Linked DNA regions of Sus scrofa: region 1 is linked to region 2. Evidence: chromatin contacts called from public Hi-C data. All regions are on one chromosome and are shown on one strand. The core of a region is the stretch at or near the end of the contact, and the rest is flanking DNA. Distances in the headings are between cores, read along the strand shown.

Region 1 (6,084 bases), core at 2,773-5,272, 130 kb after region 2:
TGCTGAGATCTCTGTGCATTCTTCTGTTGGAGTAGACTCAGTGGGCTGCCTTCTTATTGATCTGGATGAGTATTTTAAATATTAATCAAGAGGACATCACTATAGTGATTCATCAGTAACTCGTTCAAAGCACTTCACCGTCTCTGATTGTGAACTTGGTGGAGCATCTCTCACTGCTGGAGGATGCTGGGCGGGGGCGTCCGTGCCCGGCAGGCTCTGGGTGCTGTGGGGCAAATGTGGGGGGAGGTCTTGACAAATGTCCCTTCTCACTGTCACTCTGCTCCAATCGCAACTTCTTCAGCACACAAAGAGCAATAAGACGTTGGCAGGGATTAACAAGCCACACATTATGCTTCAAGAATTATTTGACATTTCGACTGCCCTGCAGAGTGAAAGGCTCCCATTGTGTCCAGATCCACGTGCAGCACGAGCTCTCATGATGTTCTGGTTAGAAGCCCATTTCTCATTTCCATCTTTATATCAGAAGCATTTTCCTCTTGGAGTTTGAGGACAATGTTCCAGTTATACATCCAGAAAAGAACAATTTGTGCACTGGGTTCAAGTCAATGAATCATGAATCCTCCCAAGTCATAGTTAGTGCCTATAGAAAGATCCTGCAAAGGCGTCTTTGCCCACATGATGTTTAACTGGAGTCTCCACTTGTTAACAATCAAAGGAGGCCCAAGGTCAACAGGACAGGTGGGTCGACGGAGCACAGAGAAGAACAGGAGAGAAAGGCAAGGGCAGATGCTCGGGGTAGATGCTCGGCCTCCCTGGGGGTCAACACATGACCCCCTTTAAAGAGAAAGCCATGCATTTTCATTTCTACCCAAATCAGTCTATAACATCTTATTAAAGAGATATTTGGTTAAACCAAATAAAGAGATATTTGTTATTTTTCAAATAAACCCAAGGCGTGTTTATAGACAGGGAAGATATTGCACACTGTTGCTGCCATGGAGACAGGACCACATTTTTAAAAGGGGCACCCATTGGCTGCCAGGGACACCTGTTGGCTGCCAGGAATGGAATTAGTCACTATGGGCAGTTCCTTTTCCCCTCGGGTCAAAATAGCCTCTCCATCTCATGTCTCCTTCTTATATTGACTGTGTAATGGAACAAGACAGTAAAGAAAATGGTTTTCTCTGATTATTTGAATCCAGTCCCAAGAGACATGATCTCTCTGGAGAAGACCCCCAAGGGGTGGGTAGGGCTGAGGATGCCATGGAAGCAGGCAGTGGGGAGCCATTCTGCCAGTGCCGGGGTGCCAGCAGCGCAGAGGCACAGTAATCAGTATGCTGGGGGCGGACCTGGGAACGCAGCCGAACACGAACCTGAGAGTCTAAACAGCACCCAACCTGCCCTCAACAGGTCTATTGCTGCTGTTCAGACCCTCCAACTCCAGGAACGCCCAGCTCTCTGTGGCCACCACAAAATTGGGTTCCGCAGGTACCCATGTGTTCCAGCACCTTTCTGACTCTGGACCTATTTGTATACTTGTACATTTTATCTTATCTTCCAAGCAAGAGTAAACAAGAGCAGAGAGGATCTGAAACTGCCATCCACCCGAATCACTCTCGGGGGTTTGCAGGGCTCCCAAAGGGGTCTGGGGCACGTGCCTGTTTCTTCCTTCTTGTAAGACTCCTGCACTTTGGAGGCGGCTTCTGTTCTGGAGCTCAAAACAGGCACCTCACCTGCTCCTCTGCCTTTTGTGCCTCTGCTTTGTGCTCACACGTGAGCAGCTGAGATCCTCTGCTCTGTGTGGGAAGATCTGGTCCAGGTTCAAAGACCCCTGAAACATTGGTCTCAGTTGCACTCTGGCTCCATCACCAGGCCTTCTGTGGCCTGTGCTGTTGTTGCCCACGTCCTGTGTGACACAACACCTACCTGACTAGGGGGCGGTCTGGGATGCTCTGTCCCTGCCCCATGAGGCATCAGTGAGAGGAGGAACAGCATGGAGACAGGCATTTGGTACCAATGCCAATGGGTGGAAGACCAGGTGGACTCTGTGCAGGCAGCCGGGTGAGGCCATGCTGGAGGGCAAGGAGCTCTGGTTACAACCTCTTGATTCAAGCAGCTCATCTTCCCACAGGGACTCTAGAGTAAGGAAGAAACAGACCTTTCGCTTCATTCGGCTTTTAGTAGCATCAACAGATTGATGGCTAAAACACAATTTAGAACAAAATGGAAGGAAATGTAAATGCAAGAACGATCAGGTGCCTTTCAGGAATTCTTAACAACCACAGATCTCAGTTCTGCCTGCTTTCTTACAGCTAATGCTTGAAGGTGAACCCATTCAGCAAGCTCAGGGCTGTAGGAGAGAAAGTTTGTCTGCAGAGCATTTGCATGTCAGGAGCTCAAGGCCCCACTGCTGTCACTTCCACAGGAGAGAGTAACACTCCAGCTTCACTCCCTGGCAAACCTGCTCTGTTTGCCCAGCCAGTTTTCATTTGTTCACTCATTCATTCATCATTATGAATATTTCTTCCAGACCTTCCAGGTGCTGGCATGATTCCAGATGCCAAGATGAAGCAGCGAGCAAACAGGCACAGCCCAGCTATCAGGGAGCTTTCATTCTAATGGACAAGGACAGGGCAGAAGCAGCTGGAAATGCAAGTAAGGAAGGGAAGTACTGCATGGCAGTGAGGACTATGCAAAGAGTTAAAACAGAAGACAGGCAAGCACTGAAATCTGAGTAAAAAGGATTTACCAGTGTTGCAAAAAGCAGGGGGACTGAAAGCCTTACAACTGTCAAGATATGTTCTGATGTCAACACCACTAGAGTGACGGGATATTCAATGCGGTCCCTGTCAGAATCCCAACAGATTCTTAGCTATGAAACCAAAAGCATCAGCAACAAAAGAAAACAACATATAAACTGGACCCAGCCAAAATTAAAACATTTGTGCATCAAAGGACAATACCAAGGAAATGAGAAACCAACCTAGAGAATGGGAGAAGTATGTGCAAGTCACATATCTGATAAGGATCTAATATTTGACTATTTGGTATATTAACGAAGCCCAGGTAGAAAACTTTCTGTAACTTCTATAACCTGAGATCTGACTGCATTTTCTCTCTTTAAAAAAGCCTGTGTTCTTTTCTTTTTTTTTTTTTTTTTCTTCTTTTTTTTTCTTTTTTAGGGCTGTGCCTGTGGCATATGGAAGTTCTCAGGCTAGGGACTGAATTGGAGCTATAGCTGCCAGCCTACACCAAAGCTACAGCAACGCAGGATCTGAGCTGTGTCTGTGATCTACACCACAGCTCATGGCAACACCAGATCCTTAACCCACTGAGAGAGGCCAGGGATCAAACCCACAATCCCCGTGGAAACTAGTTGGGTTCCTTACTGCTGAGCCATGACAGGAACTCCCCAAAGTCTGTATCGTTTTTCATAGAAAATAATTTAAAAGAGCAATAGATCACAACAAAGTCCAAAGATGATAAGCATGTGAGTTACAGAAGCTTAAGCCAACAGGGATCTCAGAGGTGATCCAGCCCAGCCTCCCACCGTGCAGGTGGGGCCACAGATCCGCAATGTGTGTGTCAACAAAGATGCCGCTGCTTAGCTGCACAGACGGAGGGCCTGTGAGCAGGCTGCGTCCCTGGGGGCCTCCACGTTGCGGGGCCATCAGGTGCCCCACTTGGGATCCTCTGCAGTCCTGCATCCTCCTTCGTCTGCCCTAGAGGAAGTCAAGCATGGTGGTCCCCTGCCTTTCCGCCTGGGGCTGTCACTAGGGTCCTCTGGGGGCCAAAAGCCACCCTGCTGGGCTTGGGGCCTTGCTCCACTGCTTTCTAGGGTGACCTCAAGCAAGCTGCGGAGCTCGTTTTCAGTGATCACATCTGATAACAAGCGGGTGGGTTTGGGCTTGAAGCCTGAATGAGCTTGTCCCTGCCTTCACCCTCCCCCATCTCCCGCCCCGAAAACAGCCTGCTGACACCCCTGACAATGAGGGACCCTGATCAGGCATGGCACCAGGAGCCAGGAGGACACAGCAGGCAGCTCCCACCGGGCTGCCCACCTCCTCCACCCTCATCACCTCACCTCAGGAAGTTGGGTTTCCAGCTCCCGGCTGCAGTTTTCCTCCACAGCCAGTTTCAGACACACTGACACCTTAAGTTTGTTTGCCGACACGTCAGGTAGCAGAACTTTGTACAAGCCTGCGTGTGTGTATGTGTGTGTATGCACATGTGTGACGGGTGAAAGGAAGACGTGGGGGGTGATGTGATGCTGCGCTTTGGTTTCTAGAACGTGAGTATTTTTTCTTCTTTCTCTAAAGAGCAGAACTTTGAAACTCAATTATTGAACTCTGAAAGAGCCCCCATGGCATTTTAACTGTATAAAATTAGTCATCATGACATTAAATCCTGATTTGGGAACCTTTCAGAGGAAACCACTGTGTTCCCTCGGAACAGCCGGAATAATAAGGCCACCTTGCAGATGATTGCAGTGACCCACGCTTATGTCATTCGCAAGCCAGGCTTACTTTGCATCCCATCTCAGCGCGATTCCTGCTGGAGCATTTCACGGGGAAGAAGGGGAAAAAAAAAAAAAGGAGACTGCGATATTGTCAGAAACAGAACTACTGTCAGAAGCAATGGTCTCCGCAGGTCACATGTTGCGTGTGGTTCAAGTTTTTTGGCTTTCTCTGAGCGCAAACATGGAGAGAGTGAGTTAGAGAAACCTCTCTGTATATGTCAGCCCCCATCTGTAATGCAAAATATATTTCTCAATGCTGTTTATTATCTTATTTCTTACTTTTTTCAAAAAATGGAAGGAGAATGAAGGTTAACTTAAGAGAGGCTTCAATGTTTCATTTCTCTGTTTAGGGGGGGAAAACCAAAAGCAAATGTTTTCCTTCCTGGCCTCTGCCCTCTTTTCTTTCCCATTTTGTTTTCTTTTCTTTTGAAATGTCTCCTCCCCCAACCCCATTCTCCCCAGGGCCTCTGTCAACATGCAAAACACATGATGCTTTGGCAGCCTCCTCCTCAAGTCCTACCAAAATGACCATAAAGGGGAAAAAGTTATAAACTCATGAGAACAAAGCAAACAGAAACAATAAAGTGATGATACAGCTGGGAGATGGAAAGTAAGTGAATGAAGGTCCTTGTCTTGATAAGTGGAAAAAATTTCAACATCGGCTGCTGAATGGGAAGCTGACAGGAAGCCCTTGGCGTGTGAAATCCTTAGTGTCTACCTCGGCAAGGATGTCAAAGGCTAACCCTGAAAACAGGCTGGTTCACAGGAACCCCCAGTCCTGCTCGTTCAACTTGTGGACCAACAACTCCTCACCCAATTCTTCCCCATCCCACCCCTCACGGAAGACCTGTGGGCTCTTCTCTGCAGAACCCAACTCCGAGCTCAGTCTCTGGCACCACCAAGGGCACGGACAAGGCCCTCTGCCAGGAGCTGGCCTGCTGCCCGCTCTTGTGAATAAAGTTTTACTGGAACACAGCCACACTCTTTTATGTTCATGTCCGCTATGGAGGGGACAGGCACTGTAGCGGTGTAATGGGGGTGCAGTAGTTGCAGCACAGACTCACAGGGCTTAACATACATGTTACCCCAGCCTTCAAAGGACATGTTGCCCGCTCCTGCCCTAGAGGGGGCACCACACGTCAGCCACAGAACTTCCACCAGCTTTAACTCTCCCTCTTCTTCTTTTTCTTCCTTTCTTTCTTTTCTTTCTTTCTTTTCTTTCCCTTTCTTTCTTTCTTTCTTTCTTTCTTTCTTTCTTTCTTTCTTTCTTTCTTTCTTTCTTTCTTTTTCTTTCTTTCTTTCCTTCTTTCCTTCTTCCTTCCTTCCTTCCTTTCTTTCTTCCTTTCTTTTTCTTTTTGTCTCTTGTCTTTTTTTTTTTGCTATTTCTTTGGGCCGCTCCCGCGGCATATGGAGGTTCCCAGGCTAGGGGTCCATTCGGAGCTGTAGCCACTGGCCTACACCAGAGCCACAGCAAAGCGGGATCCGAGCCTCGTCTGCAACCTGCATCACAGCTCATGGCAGCGCTGGATCGTTAACCCACTGAGCCAGGGCAGGGACCGAACCCGCAACCTCATGGTTCCTAGTCGGATTCGTTAACCACTGCG
Region 2 (6,153 bases), core at 192-2,691:
GCCCCCGCCCCAGGCAACACCAAAAGCTCCTCCCAGGAGATGGGGTGACTCCACGTTTGAGGAAATGCCTGGTTTCCTGTCAAAGCAACAGATGAGAAAAGCTAGTCATGTGGTCCCCAACAGCCAGCCCTCCCCTCAGAGGCTGACATTTCCTTGAGGAAAAATGAGGCCACAGACAAGGGCAAAAGACACTAAATGAAGTTATTTGGTTTACAATAACCCACGTTACCTGAAAGAGTTCTGTGTCGATTTAGTAAAACTGAAAGCTTAGCTACCAAGCCAGCTAGGAAAACTTTTCTAGGAATTTCTGAGAACAACGTGTCCATGAAGACTTTAAACAGCCGATTTGTTGAATTTCCAGTAAAATTTGGTGTCTGAGCCACCTTAAACTGCCTACCTGTACTTTAACCAATTCTATTGCCCATAGTTACTAGTAAGTATCAGATATGGTTCTTACTTTATAAAATTTCCAGAATAAAAATAGAACCACTAACGTGTAGGCCAGGAACTGTGTCTGTCATAGAGACACAGCATCTTTATAGAGATGCACCCTCCAGTATCCTTGGAATCACAAGGTCCTTACTCTCTGGAACAGAGCCTATGTGTACTTGATGGTCAATTAATAATCATTAAAAATAGGAGTACCCATCTTGGCTTAGTGGTTAATGAACCCAACTAGTATCCATCAGGTTGTGGGTTCAATCCCTGGGCTCGCTCAGTGGGTTAAGGATCCAGCATTGCTGTGAGCGATGGTGTGGGTCACAGACATGGCTTGGATCCCCCGTTGCTGTGGCTGTGGTGTAGGCCAGCAGTTACAGCTCCGACTCAACCCCTAGCCTGGGAACCTCTATATGCCACAGGTGCGGCCCTAAAAAGAAAAAAAAAAATCATTAAAAATATATTTTAAAAAAATTTTAATATAAAAAAGATTCATAGAATGAATGAATTTAGAAAAAAAGAAAAAGAAAGAAGGAAGGAAGGGAAGGAGGCGGTGGGCGGGGGGAGAAGGGGGAGGACAGGGTAGGGGAAAGGGAAGGGGGAGGGAGAGGGAGGAGAGAGGAAGGGAGAGGAAGAGAGCTGCCCCCAGAGAAAAGGCAGAAGAAAGATTCCATGAACTGCTCCAACACATCATTACACTGGATTACGTACTGAGATATTTGCTGGAACATTTTGTCCAAATATTCCTGAGCCTTTTTCTGATCTAATGGGTTTGCTAAAAGGTGACAAACCTGTGGGACATTGACACAGTCCAGCACTCACAGCCAATTAATTACTGACTTTCTTTGCCAGCAGGTAACAAAGATGATATTGAAGAATGAAATCCATTTTTGACCCAGAAATCTTATTTTCATAATCGCCTGACCAAGCCTTCTAGGCATGGACCCAGGGCACAGTCATCACAGACTGGGCAGCGAGGGGAGGGTTGAGAGACGCTTTTCCTCCTGTCCTTAAAGGCCACCTCAGCCTCAGCAGCTAACAGCCCGGCCTTTGCCTGCTTCTCCTTCGTTTCTCCACTTGGGGTCCCACTAATCCGTCTGAAATTTCTCTTTTTCCCAAAGCAAAATCCTTCTCTGTGTCCCGAGAGCTAGTTAGTGTCTGTTTCCTAGAACTGCAGGACCGTCTGCCCGTTTGGAGTTTCTGAAACTGCCACCAGTTTTCTAAACTATGGTGTATGTTTTCTGGTAAATTCTAGGTTGCTCAAAGATAGAAGTGACCGAGAATTTGAAAGGAGAACAGTTAAACAGATTACTAATCTGAAAGCCAATCTTTGAATTTAATTCTCAGAAGCTCTTTACTTTTGGAGAAAAACAACGGAGTTAGAGAATGGCTTAGCACTTGCTCGGGAAAGCATGGATTTCCACCATCTCACGTCTGTCCTTTGGCACAGCCCTCTTTACCTGTCACCTGTCCCTCCATGTACCACCACGGAGGGACCATGTCCGTGGGAGCCCCTAGGGTTCAAGGGCAGCTCTGGGTTCATCTCATATGCAGTCCTGCATCTTCCCTGCTCTGTCCCTTATGCACGTGATAACCCCTGAAACAAAACCTTCACATGACAGTAGCTGCCTCTGAGTGGCCAGTGTCTGGGGGTTGGGGTGATGGAGGGGCAGTGTCTTGACAGATGGCCCTGGTCCAGCCTCAGTCCAAACCTGAGATAGGTGAACTAGTGAACCAGAAGAATTTTGAAACTTCTTCGCTTTCTTTTTAGGGCCACACCCACAGCATAAGGAAGTTCCCAGGCTAGAGGTTGAATCAGAGCTGTAACTGCTGGCCTACGCAGGATCTGAGCCACATCTACGACCTACACCACAGCTCACGGCAATGCTGGATCCTTAACTCACTGAGTGAGCCCAGGGATTGAACTTGCATCCTCATGGTTGCTACTCAGGTTCGTAACCCACTTGAGCCACGGTGGGAACTCTGAATCCTGAACCTTCTAGAACCCATTTCCAACACCTCTAAACTAGAGCGATGGGTTCGATGGTTTCTTGAACCCTAAAACACACTCGGGAAACTTAAAAGGACTGTGGGCTGAGGCAAAGGGGTCTGGGGTTTGGATCAGGAGATGGTTTTACTTTGTTTCTAAAATTCTCAGGAGCGGCACATGTAAAGAGCCTCCCACCTCTTGCTGGCAAAATGTAAAATGAGTCTCGGAGCATAGAGATCCATGAGGTCCTGTGCTGATGCCTTGAGCTGCCTGTTTGGCCCCTGACGGACATGGCACCCACAGCTGGACACGTTTTACCCCCAATGCTGACATCCGTCATGACTGAACACCTGGACTTTCCCCTGTTCCTCTCTCTTGTTCACAGTACAAGCTCCCCTCTGAAGCTAAAGGATATTAGAACGCAAGCTGGTCCTAGAGACACATAGGTTTTTACATTTCGGTGATCACTGCCATTGCCATGTGCCGTAAAGGCAGCTCTCTTCATCTTCCCTGAAGTGAGCGGGGGCTTCTGGCGTAGCTGGAGGCAGGGGTGGGGGCTGCCGGTCTGTCTGGGAGGCCATCTTCCTTAATCCTGGCAAGCTCGGAAGTTCAGAGCTACAAGCTCCATCCTCAGAGCAGAGCATCCATTATCCCCATTTTATGCAAGAGGAGGCTGAAACTCAGAGAGGTTCTGACACTTGTCTGAGGTCACACAGCCTGGGAGTGGTGGAGACCTGCCAAGTTGCTGGCTCTGGGGCTACGCTTTGGTGCGCAGCCTGGGAGACATGGCTTCTCAGCTGGGACCTGCCCCCTTCCCTCTATCACGACTGGCTCCCAGCCCAGGCTCCAGGAAGAACCCTGGCCCCAGGCTACCATCCACATTCAGGACTCCCACACCAAGGCCAGGGGAGCTGGTCCTGTCTGTCCTCAGGAGAGGCTCCAGGCCAAGGAACTGGGAGGTTGGTCTTTGCATGTTGGAAGGTATGAGCCTCACATTTCACCAAGTGCAAAGGCTGCTGGTGTCTCCAGGCAGCAGGTGAGAGCCAACGGTTCGAAGGGCCAAAGGAGACCCAGGGCGGGGCACTTGGCTTCCCTTGGGGACCAGGCTTTGCACACACTCTCCCAGCATGTCTAGGGCTCCCCTTCCTCTGGGCATGTTTTGGGCCAAAGTTCTTGACCTTGTTTTGAGAGATGTTGGCTAATCTGCTGTTGAAACCCACACAGCATGGAGAGGGGAAGTGGCTGCTGCAGGGGAGGTTTGATCTTCCAGAGGCAGCTGCCCAGGTTGGGCCAGCATGATGGGCATGGGGCATCACTTGGGCACTGACTGAGAGGTGCCCTCTTTTCTTGCAGGGCGCCGAGGGCCAGAAGCCGGGATTCGGCTACGGAGGCAGAGCTCCTGACTACAAACCGGCTCACAAGGGACTCAAGGGGGCCCAGGACGCCCAGGGCACACTTTCCAAAATCTTCAAGCTGGTAATGTACCTTCCCGATGGGGGAGGGTCCAGGGCAGCCTCTAGTTTGTCCACCAGCTGCTTCTTAGCCGGTCCTCCTCCAAGTTGTTCAGAGCAAGCATTTCTCCAGGCACTGCCAGAGCAGTCACTGTGCCAGGTCACAGGCCCAGGCCCCCTCAGGGAGCTTGAGGACAAGGGGGCTACAGCTGGGCCCTGGCAGGGGCAAGATCAGGAGGCTTCATTGTCCAGGGAACCAGCAGGGGCTAAGGTGACATGAGGGTGGTTGTCAGGTGAGAGACCCCCGGAACCACAGTCAGTTAACACAGATGTTGGAGCCACACAGAACCAGGTCTGCCACCTTTCAGCCAAGTGACCTTGGCCACTGACCTCCCGGAAGCTCGGTAGCTTATGGACAGACATCACTGTGATGGTGGAGGGCCTACAGGGCAATTTGCAAGGCGCCCCATGCAGTTACCCACGGCACAGGCCATCACTGCTACTAATAAGACAGCCTCTTTCAGAAAACCCTGAAACTCAGAAGGTGGCTCTGATCCACGACAGGGCCCACATCACCCCCAGCCTGAGCTGGAATGGAAGAGAGAAGGGAAGGTTCTGGACTCAGAGTGGGGCAGATGGCTGCTTACTCCCAGCCCCCCACGCAGAGCTCAGAGGGGTCAGCAGTGACCACACCAGGTCTCCCAGGCCCCTCCCTCCCAGGAGCCTCGGGGATGGGTCTTTCCAGGGAGAAGCGGGTGAGGGGGGGTGGATCTCCATGATCCAGAGGTTTCTTCTAACAGAGGCCAAGCTTCCCTGTAGGAAAGGGAACATCTGCAGATGGATGGGCCTGGAGCCAGGGTGGCTGAGGGCTGGCCAGGTCCTTGCCTCCTGGCTGCACGATAGCAGGGCCCAGGCACCGGGACGGGACTTGAGAAGACATGGCAGGGATCCCGAGGGTCTGCGGTGGCTCCATGTCTGCCTCAGGCTGACATTCAGGGCCAACCCACTTCTGCCCCTTCTGGGCCATAACTAATTCCAGATCGGCCCTCATGTCTGAGGGGCCTGTTTGACCTCCATTCATTCTAGAGCTTTCCCTGAACTGCAGGGGTCCCAGATAGGTCCTGGGCTGGTGGCAGCTCCTTGTAGGAAGGAAAGACCCCGGTCCTGGAGGCCAGATGCACCCAGGGCTCAGGGAAAGGGCTTTGGGGCTGTGCAAAGGCCTCCAACGAACACAGGGACCCATGTGCTCCCGGCCATCCTTGAGCAGCTCCCCTCAACCCCCGCACTGGGGCTGCATGTTCAGGTGTCCCCAGCACAGCCTGCCTGGGGCCCTGCCATCAGCGGTTCTGCAGTACTGCTCACAGGGCTTGCTGGGTACCTGCCCACTGAAAGAGCTGCTGTTGTTGTTGCCGTGAGGGTGACAAAAAGCGTGAATGCAGTGGGGCAGGCGGGGGACAGGCTGCACGTGAACATGCCCCTCTGTGTCCCAGGGGCAAGTACAACCCCAGGGAGGTAGCCAGACAAGACCTGGCTGAGCCGGTGGCAGGTGGCAAAGATGCAAAGAGGTGAGGGGCTGGCCTGGCCCAGTCTCCCGCCTGACAGAAGACGGGGCGGCCTGGCTGGGTTCCAGGAGGAGGGAGACACTGTGGGGAGCAGGGCCAGGAGGGGCTGGAAAGGGTCCCCGTGCCCTTCCTGAGGGCTCTGACCTGGCCCTAAATGGGACGTCACCAAAGCCTAGAACATGTGTGATGTATAGTTTAATGCTGGAAGACCATCTGGCAGAAATGACTGGATTTTGCATTCCCTGGACCAGATAGTAAGAAAGAGGTGCCTGGATTTCTGGAGGGTCCCCCCACCTCCTGGGGACTAGATGGCTGAGCTGAATATCCAGACACAGAGCTGGAAGAGCTTGGGAGCTGGGAGGACCTCGAGGAGCCACAGTGAGCTTCTGCATGGCTGGGGCCCTCCCCAGGAAGATTCACGGCTCCGGGAAGTCACGTCCATCCCTGCGTCCATCCCCACACAGCCCCACGGGACAAACGTCACTAAATCCATGTCCTCAGTTACCTTCTCCTTAGAGTAACAGCCCAGCTGCCACCTTCACCGACTCCTCATCCAAACAAGGCCATCGCTTCCTGCTGATGTCTGGCTATGGCCACAGTCATAAGTAGGTACAAGGGCTCCGGTCAGGTCCTTTTCAGCCAGAAGAAATGTCCTAGAGAAGACAGATGCTAACGAGGAAAGACAGAGTTCCGGAGCAGCATTTGGGAGAAC

Evidence for each region. A called contact is a pair of places that touch in the nucleus more often than the background predicts.
Region 1: a Hi-C map of retroperitoneal adipose tissue shows a contact between it and region 2, with 2.6 times the contacts expected there. The contact joins two enhancer-like sites. A contact is called at or near these places in 2 of 5 promoter capture datasets (fetal skeletal muscle and liver), 24 of 47 Hi-C or Micro-C datasets (adipose tissue, alveolar macrophages, blood and 14 more) and 2 of 2 datasets of contacts at active chromatin or transcription factors (alveolar macrophages and skeletal muscle).

What each region holds. Positions count from the first base shown.
Region 1 is chr1:147,805,584-147,811,667 of Sscrofa11.1, forward strand. LOC106509046 (a long non-coding RNA gene) reads right to left here. Exons shown (of 4, transcript XR_001306261.2): 4 at 1-2,097. Among named protein-coding and RNA genes, the nearest start is that of ZNF236, 26 kb to the left of the region's middle. Within about 2 kb of position 4,023, at least 13 of the 83 cell types and tissues checked have an H3K27ac peak or open chromatin away from gene starts, as enhancers often do. A contact at or near this core is called in adipose tissue, mesenteric adipose tissue, retroperitoneal adipose tissue and 2 more, where this site is marked.
Region 2 is chr1:147,674,665-147,680,817 of Sscrofa11.1, forward strand. It overlaps MBP (myelin basic protein), which reads left to right. Exons shown (of 7, transcript NM_001001546.2): 6 at 3,782-3,904. Among named protein-coding and RNA genes, the nearest start is that of MBP, 28 kb to the left of the region's middle. Within about 2 kb of position 1,442, at least 17 of the 83 cell types and tissues checked have an H3K27ac peak or open chromatin away from gene starts, as enhancers often do. A contact at or near this core is called in adipose tissue, mesenteric adipose tissue, retroperitoneal adipose tissue and 2 more, where this site is marked.